2 separate regions of the Pan troglodytes genome follow, and region 1 is linked to region 2. A link is a contact called in public Hi-C data. All regions are on one chromosome and are shown on one strand. The core of a region is the stretch at or near the end of the contact, and the rest is flanking DNA. Distances in the headings are between cores, read along the strand shown.

Region 1 (3,525 bases), core at 274-2,773, 150 kb before region 2:
TCCTGGCCAACATGGTGAAAACCCGTCTCTACTAAAAATACAAAATTAGCCGGGTGTGGTGGTGGGTACCTGTAGTCCCAGCTACCCAGGAGGCTCAGGCAGGAGAATTGCTTGAACTGGGCGGTGGAAGTTGCAGTGAGCCGAGATCGCACCACTGCCTGGGCGACACAGCGAGACTCTCTCAAGAAAAAAAAAAAAAAATTCTAAGCTGTATTTTACAATTGTCTTGGCATAAAGACAAACAGAATCCAGGCTGTATTCATGATTATACACTCACAAGTATCTTATTCATCTTTTGTCGACTGGATTTTAAAACATTTCCAGGAGCCCTGGACCTGGGGCTTTTGTGCCGTGGGATCCTGGGTCCTGCCTGGGGGGCTCCTGGCTTCAGTCTTCTCACTGAGGCCCCTCCCCTCTCCCAGGCTGGGTCACCCCGATATGAAATGCCCAGGTCCCAGACACACCTTCTTTGCAGCCTGGGCTGCTACCCTGGAACTGTTTTTAAATGTGGGTGATGCTGCCCCCCAGGGGGCACTGGGCGATGTTTGGGGACGTGTGGTTATCACAACTGGGGTGCTCCTGGCATGGAGTGGGCGGAGGTCAGGGATGCTGCTCAGCACCCTGCAGTGCCCAGGATGGCCCCACCCCAGAGAAGGATGGGGCCCCAGGGGAGACCGTAGACCAAAGTCAATCCAATTATTAAAAAGAAAGAAAGATTTGGCCGGGTGCGCTGGCTCACACCTGTAGTCCCAGCACTTTGGGAGGCCAAGGCAGGCGGATCACGAGGTCGAGAGATCGAGACCATCCTGGCCAACATGGTGAAACCCGGTCTCTACTAAAAATACTAAAATTAGCTGGGCGTGGTGGCGGGTGCCTGTAGTTCCAGCTACTTGGGGAGGCTGAGGCAGGAGAATTGCTTAAACTCGGGAGGCGGAGGTTGCAGTGAGCTGAGATCACACTACTGCACTTCAGCCTGGTGACAGAGCGAGACTCCATCTCAAAAAAAAAAAGATTTTTATTTTTATTTATTTTTACTTTTCCTTTTTATTTTTTTAGAGACAGAATGTCCGTCTGTCACCCAGGCTGGAGAGCAGTGGCGCGATCCAGGCTCAGTGCAGCCTCCACCTCCCGGGTTCGAGCGATTCTCCTGCCTCGGTCTCCTGAGTAGCTGGGATTACAGGCGCCCGCCAGCATGCCCGGCTAATTTTTAATTTTTTGTAGAGACCTGGTGTTGCTCTCTTGGCCAGGCTGGTCTCGACCTTCTGAGCCCAAGTTATCCTCCCACCTTGGCCTCTCCAAGTGCTGGGATTACAGGCGTGAGCCGTTGCACCCGGCCTAAGAGATATTTTTAAATGGTATTATCAAATAAATCATTAAATAGATTCAGGCTATGCACCGTCTTGCCCACCTGCCTTCAAGCCCCACGCAGGACGGGACCCCCTCCTGCCACGGTCCTGGGACGGGGCACCTCGAGCTCACTCAGTGGTGACAGCGAGGCCGCCTGTCGGGCCATGACCAGCAGGTGGCAGCACAGTCCAGCTCCCGGGAGACCTGTCCTGGCTCCAGCTCCCAGCGTCCCAGAAACACCGCAGTCTAGACGCTCGCCAGGCGGAATTCCTCGCCCCTGAAGTCAGTCTGCGTGTAGACATTCGCGATACCAGCTCCCAGTCATCATTTCCCACTCTGCGTCTCCCAGGCTGTCTCGCCAGGGCCCTGGATCCCTGGGCTGAGCGGCTTAGTAAGGGTCGGGGTGGCGGGGAACCCTGGGCGCCGCACCCGGTGCGAGGGGCCCACTTCCCAGAAAGCAGATTGCGAGAGGGAAGCCATCCAAGGCCGGTGCCGGGCGTGGTCCTTTCTGAGAATGTTTAGGACGCTTCCCCCCACCCCGAGCCTGGCACGTGAGCCCGTTCCCCCCCTCCCACCCGCCCCCTCGTCCCCACTGCCTGATAGGAACTGAAAGTGTCAAGTTTAGTGCCCAGGAGACAGGTGTCTGCACGCTCAGGCCGACTGAAACCAAACCTGGCCTGGGAGAAACGTATCCCAGGCGCCACCTGGGTCCCTGGGGCCACTTTGGTTCAAACCTCTTCTGAAACCTGTCAGCATCTTGCAACAATGAAAGAGGGTCTCTTGTGCCTGCAATCCCAGCACTTTGGGAGGCTGAGGCGGGAGGATCGCTTAAGCCCAGGAGTTTGAGACCAGCCTGGACAAGACAGCAAGACCCCGTCTCTACTAAAAAATAAAAAAATTAGTGGCCGGGCGTGGTAGCTCATGCCTGTGATCCCACCACTTTGCGAGGCGGGTGGATCACCTGAGGTCAGGAGTTTGAGATCAGCCTGGCCAACATGGTGAAACCCCGTCTCTACTGAAAATACAAAAATTAGCTGAGCGTGGTGGCGTGCGCCTGTAATCCCAGCTACTCAGGAGGCTGAGGCAGGAGAATCGCTTGAACCCGGGAGGCGGAGGTTGCAATGAGCCAGGATCACACCACTACACTCCAGCCTGGGCCACAGAGCAAGAGTCTGTCTTAAAAAATAATAATAAATAAATAAAAATTTTAAAAAAAAGCCAGGTGTGGCAGTGCACACCTATAGTCCAAGCTGCTCGGGAGGCTGAGGCAGGAGTATTGCTTGAGTCCAGGAGGCTGAGGCTGCAGTGAGCCATGATTGCACCACTGCACTCCAGTCTGGGCGACAGGCAAGACCCTGTCTCAAAAATAATAATAATAATAATAATAATAATAAATAAAGAAGGTCTTTGTCATGTTATCCGAGGCCACCTGAGCTGTCCCCTGGGGCAGGGCCCTTGCCAGAGGCTTCCCTGTGCTGTCATCATCTTGACCCGGTGATACTAACCTCTGAGAGTTTAGGGGAGGGAGGGGGCCCTCTGCTTTTGGGAGCACTGGGTGGGGAGCCTGGCAGGTGCTCGGTGGTGGTGACGGACCTTGGCCGTTTAAGGTGCACGCTCTCCTGCTTTTCCTGTACCGTTCAATTTCCTCACTCGTGGTCAGGGAGCTCCAGAAGTGCACTGAGTTCACTGGCTCACCGAGGGTCCCCCAATGGCCCAGAGGCACCCCCAGGTCCCACTGGATTGTCCTACGGTGGCCAGTCTGCAGCTGTGAGCTCTGGGGACCGGTTTCTTTAACCCAGCCTGATGGTTTGCTGGGGCTCTGTAACCTCAAGCCACAGACCAGAGGAGGGCTTTAGCAACAGAGATTTCTTCTCTGTCTCGGTTCTGGAGGCTGGAAGTCCAAGATGGTAACAGGTGGGACCCTGTCTGCTCTGGCACTCAGGACGTGGTGCGCAAACATCACTGCAATCCACCCAGCTGTCCTGCACAACGGGATTCCAGCAATGGCCAAAATGAGGCTCACGGAAGAGAGCCTGAGGTCCTCCAGCAAGTGAGCGGCTAAACTGCAGTTGTTACCCGGACCTGTCGGCTCCCAAATCCCAGGGCAGGACCAGGGTCAGGCAAGCAATGTATTCACACTGGGCACAAAATTGAAGGGGGTGCTAAAAAACCTCAGCG
Region 2 (3,489 bases), core at 692-3,191:
TTTATCCAGCCTAGAGGTTTTTGCATTCATTCAGAGTTAAAAAAAAAAATGTGGCCGGGTGCGGTGGCTCACGCCTGTAATCCCAGCACTTTGGGAGGCTGAGGTGGGCAGATCCCGAGGTCAGGAGATCGAGACCATCCTGGCTAACACAGTGAAACCCTGTCTCTACTAAAAATACAAAAAATTAGCCGGGCGTGGTGGCGGGCACCTGTAGTGCCAGCTACTCAGGAGGCTGAGGCAGGAGAATGGTGTGAACCCAGGAGGTGGAGCTTGCAGTGAACCGAGATCACACCACTGCACTCCAGCCTGGGCGACAGAGTGAGACTCCATCTCAAAAAAATAAGTAAATAAAAATAAAAAATAAAAAAACGTACTGCAGGCTGAGCATGGTGTGGGGGGGGGCTTTGAAGTGATTAGGGTTAGATGAGCTCATGAGAGTGGAGTCTTCTAATGAGATTAGTTTCTTTCTCTTTTTCTTTTTTGGGACAAGGTCTCCCTGTATTGCCCAGGCTGGAGTGCAGTGGTGTGATCATGACTTACTGCAGCCTCTGTCTCTAAGGGTAGCCTCACACCTGTAATCTCAGCACCTTGGGGGGCCAAGTGGGGAGGATCGCTTGAGCTCAGGAGTTCGAGACCAGCCTGGGCAACCTGGCAAGACTCCCATCTCTACAAATAATTTTTTTTTTGAGACGGAGTCTCGCTCTGTCACCCAGGCTGGAGGGCAGTGGTGTGATCTCGGCTACTGCAAGCTCCGCCTCCCGGGTTCACGCCATTCTCCTGCCTCAGCCTCCAGAGTAGCTGGGACTACAGGCGCCCACCACCTCGCCCGGCTAATTGTTTGTATTTTTAGTAGAGATGGGGTTTCACCGTGTTAGCCAGGATGGTCTCGATCTCCTGACCTCGTGATCCGCCCACCTCGGCCTCCCAAAATGCTGGGATTACAGGTGTTAGCCACCGTGCCTGGCCTTTTTTTTTTTTTTTTTTTTTTTTTTTTTTTTTTTTTTTGAGACGAAGTCTCTCTCTGTCTCCCAGGCTGGAGTGCAGCGGCACAATCTCAGCTCACTGCAACCTCTGCCTCCCGGGTTCAAGTGATTCTTCTGCCTCAGCCTCCCAAGTAGCTGGGATTACACTGCGCCCGGCTAATTTTTAGTAGAGATGTGGTTTCACATCTTGGCCAGGCTGGTCTCGTACTCCTGACCTCATGATCCACCTGCCTCGAGTTCCCAAAGTGCTGGGATTACAGGTGTGAGCTACCACACGCAGCCACAAATAATTTTTTAAAAATTAGCCAGGTCTGATGGGCACACCTGTAGTCCCAGCTACTCGGGAGGCTAAAGCAGGAGGATCACTTGAGCCCAGGAGTTTGAGGCTGCAGTGAGCTATGATCGCACCACTGCACTCCAGCCTGGGCGACAAAACAAGGCCCTGTCTCAAAAAGAAAAAAAAAGTGGGGGCGGGCTGGGTGCAGTGGCTCATGCCTGTGATCCCAGCACTTTGGGAGGCCAAGGAGGGCAGATCACTTGAGGTCAGGAGTTCAAGACTAGCCCGGACAACATGGCGAAACCCCGTCTCTACTAAAAATACAAAAAGTTGGCCAGGCGTGGTGGCGGATGCCTGTAATCCCAGCTACTCAGGAGGCCGAGTCAGGAGACTCACTTGAGCCTGGGAGGTAGAGATTGCAGTGAGCCGAGATCATGCCGCTGCACCCCACCTGGATAACAGAGCAGGACTCTGTCTCAAAAAAAAAAAAAAAAACGGTAAAAAGTCAGGTTCAAGGGGCTCTGGGGGCAGAGGTCCCAGGCAGCAGGCACAGTATTTGAAAAGGCCCTGACGCAGGAGCTCACCTGTTGCATTTGAGGAATCCCAAGGAGGCCCTGGGGGTGGAACAGAGTGAGCAAGAGGGAGAGCCGGGAAGATGAGCTCACAGAGACGGGCTTTGGGGGCTGCGGGGAGGGGTCTGCGTGTCACTCCGGATGTAGCCAGGAAGTGATTGGCAGCGGCTGGGCTCTGACATCATGTTTTTCTGCAAAGATGAACAAGACGAGCAAGACATGACTCCTGTCCCCAGGGAGAGGTTTCGGGATGGAGCTGAGTCATCATTTGAACTTGCAGACATTTGTAAGACAGGCCTGGGGTGGGAGGAGGTGGGATCACCACGCCAGGTGGCAGCGGAGGCTACGGCGAAGGCTGAGGCACATTTGGGAAATTCTGAGGACGGTGGCAGGGGAGGGGCAGGGAAACTGTGCGCAGCAAGAGGCTGGCAGGTCTGGGACTGTGCCTCGCAGAGAGAGGGAGAAGGAGAGGCTCTGTCTGAGGTCACGTTTGACTGGTTCAAATCCCACCTGCAGCCGTCATCAGCTGTGTGTCCTTGGGTTGGTGGCTTAGCCTCCCTGAAACTCCCTCTTTTCATGGGAAAAGTCGGGTTGTGGAAATGTTTACCCAAAACAAGGACCTAGAATGGGCTTGGCATAGAAAGTGCTCCGTACACCTCCCCTACCGTAGTGACCTCGAAAGCCTCTTGAATGCCGGGCGTGGTGACTCACACCTATAATCCCAACACTTTGGGAGGCCAAGGCGAATGGATCACTTGAGGTCAGGAGTTCGAGACCAGCCTGGCCCACATGGTGAAACCCCCTCTCTCCTAAAAATGCAAAAATTAGCTGGGTGTGGCGGAAGGCGCCTGTAATCCCAGCTACTCCGGGAGGCTGAGGCACGGGAATCGCTTGAACCCAGGAGACGGAGATTGCAGTGAGCTGAGATTGCACCACTGCACTCCAGCCTGGGAGACAGAGTGAGACTCTGACTCTGTCTCAAAAAAAAACAAAAACAAAACAAAACAAAAAAAACCAGAACGGTATATCCATCAGGCAGGACATTCCTGGGGCCTAAGAGTCACCTCCCAGTGGCTGAAACAAAAGCCAGATCTCTCTCTGGTCGAGGCAAAATTTCTTGCTACACAATGGACAGGAATCATTCGCCTTGCACTGAGTATTTTACAACTTACACACTTGCTTACAGACATCGGAACAGCTGGAACCCCCGGCAGCAGGCATTGCGGACAATGCTAGCATGGTGGGCGGCTTCGGGCCTGGCTCCAGTGATCCCCCAGGGTGGTTAATTTTTTTTTTTTTTTTCTTAGAGATGGGCTTCGCTCTATTGCCCAGGCTTGAATGCAGTGACGTCGCAGCTCGCTGCAGCCTTGAACTCCTGACTTAAGGAATCTTCCCATCTCAGCCTCCCAAATAGCTGGGATTGCAGGCACGGGCCACCACACCCCGCTATGCAGGGGTTCTTCCTGCCCACTGCATAAAGAAAGACCATGTGACTGGGTGCAGGGGCTCACGCCTGTAATCCCAGCACTTTGGGAGGCCAAAGTGGGAGGATTCCTTGAGTCCAGGAGTTTGAGACCAGCCTGGGCAACATAGGGAGACCCCCAGTCTAACAAAGTATTTTACTTAAAAAAAAAAAAATAGAGGCTGGACGCGGTGG

Evidence for each region. Hi-C and Micro-C count contacts between places; a contact is called where the count stands out from the background.
Region 1: a Hi-C map of stem cell-derived neural progenitor cells shows a contact between it and region 2, with 3 times the contacts expected there. The contact joins two enhancer-like sites. A contact is called at or near these places in 5 of 7 Hi-C or Micro-C datasets (blood, induced pluripotent stem cells, a lymphoblastoid cell line and 1 more), 1 of 1 datasets of contacts at active chromatin or transcription factors (stem cell-derived excitatory neurons) and 1 of 1 other capture datasets (stem cell-derived neural stem cells).

Annotation. Positions count from the first base shown.
Region 1 is chr20:4,944,914-4,948,438 of NHGRI_mPanTro3-v2.0_pri, reverse strand. All of the region lies in intron 2 of GNG7 (G protein subunit gamma 7), which reads left to right. Among named protein-coding and RNA genes, the nearest start is that of GNG7, 93 kb to the left of the region's middle. Within about 2 kb of position 1,523, at least 9 of the 24 cell types and tissues checked have an H3K27ac peak or open chromatin away from gene starts, as enhancers often do. A contact at or near this core is called in stem cell-derived neural progenitor cells and stem cell-derived neural stem cells, where this site is marked.
Region 2 is chr20:4,798,118-4,801,606 of NHGRI_mPanTro3-v2.0_pri, reverse strand. No RefSeq gene overlaps it. Among named protein-coding and RNA genes, the nearest start is that of GADD45B, 3.8 kb to the left of the region's middle. Within about 2 kb of position 1,941, at least 4 of the 24 cell types and tissues checked have an H3K27ac peak or open chromatin away from gene starts, as enhancers often do. A contact at or near this core is called in stem cell-derived neural progenitor cells and stem cell-derived neural stem cells, where this site is marked.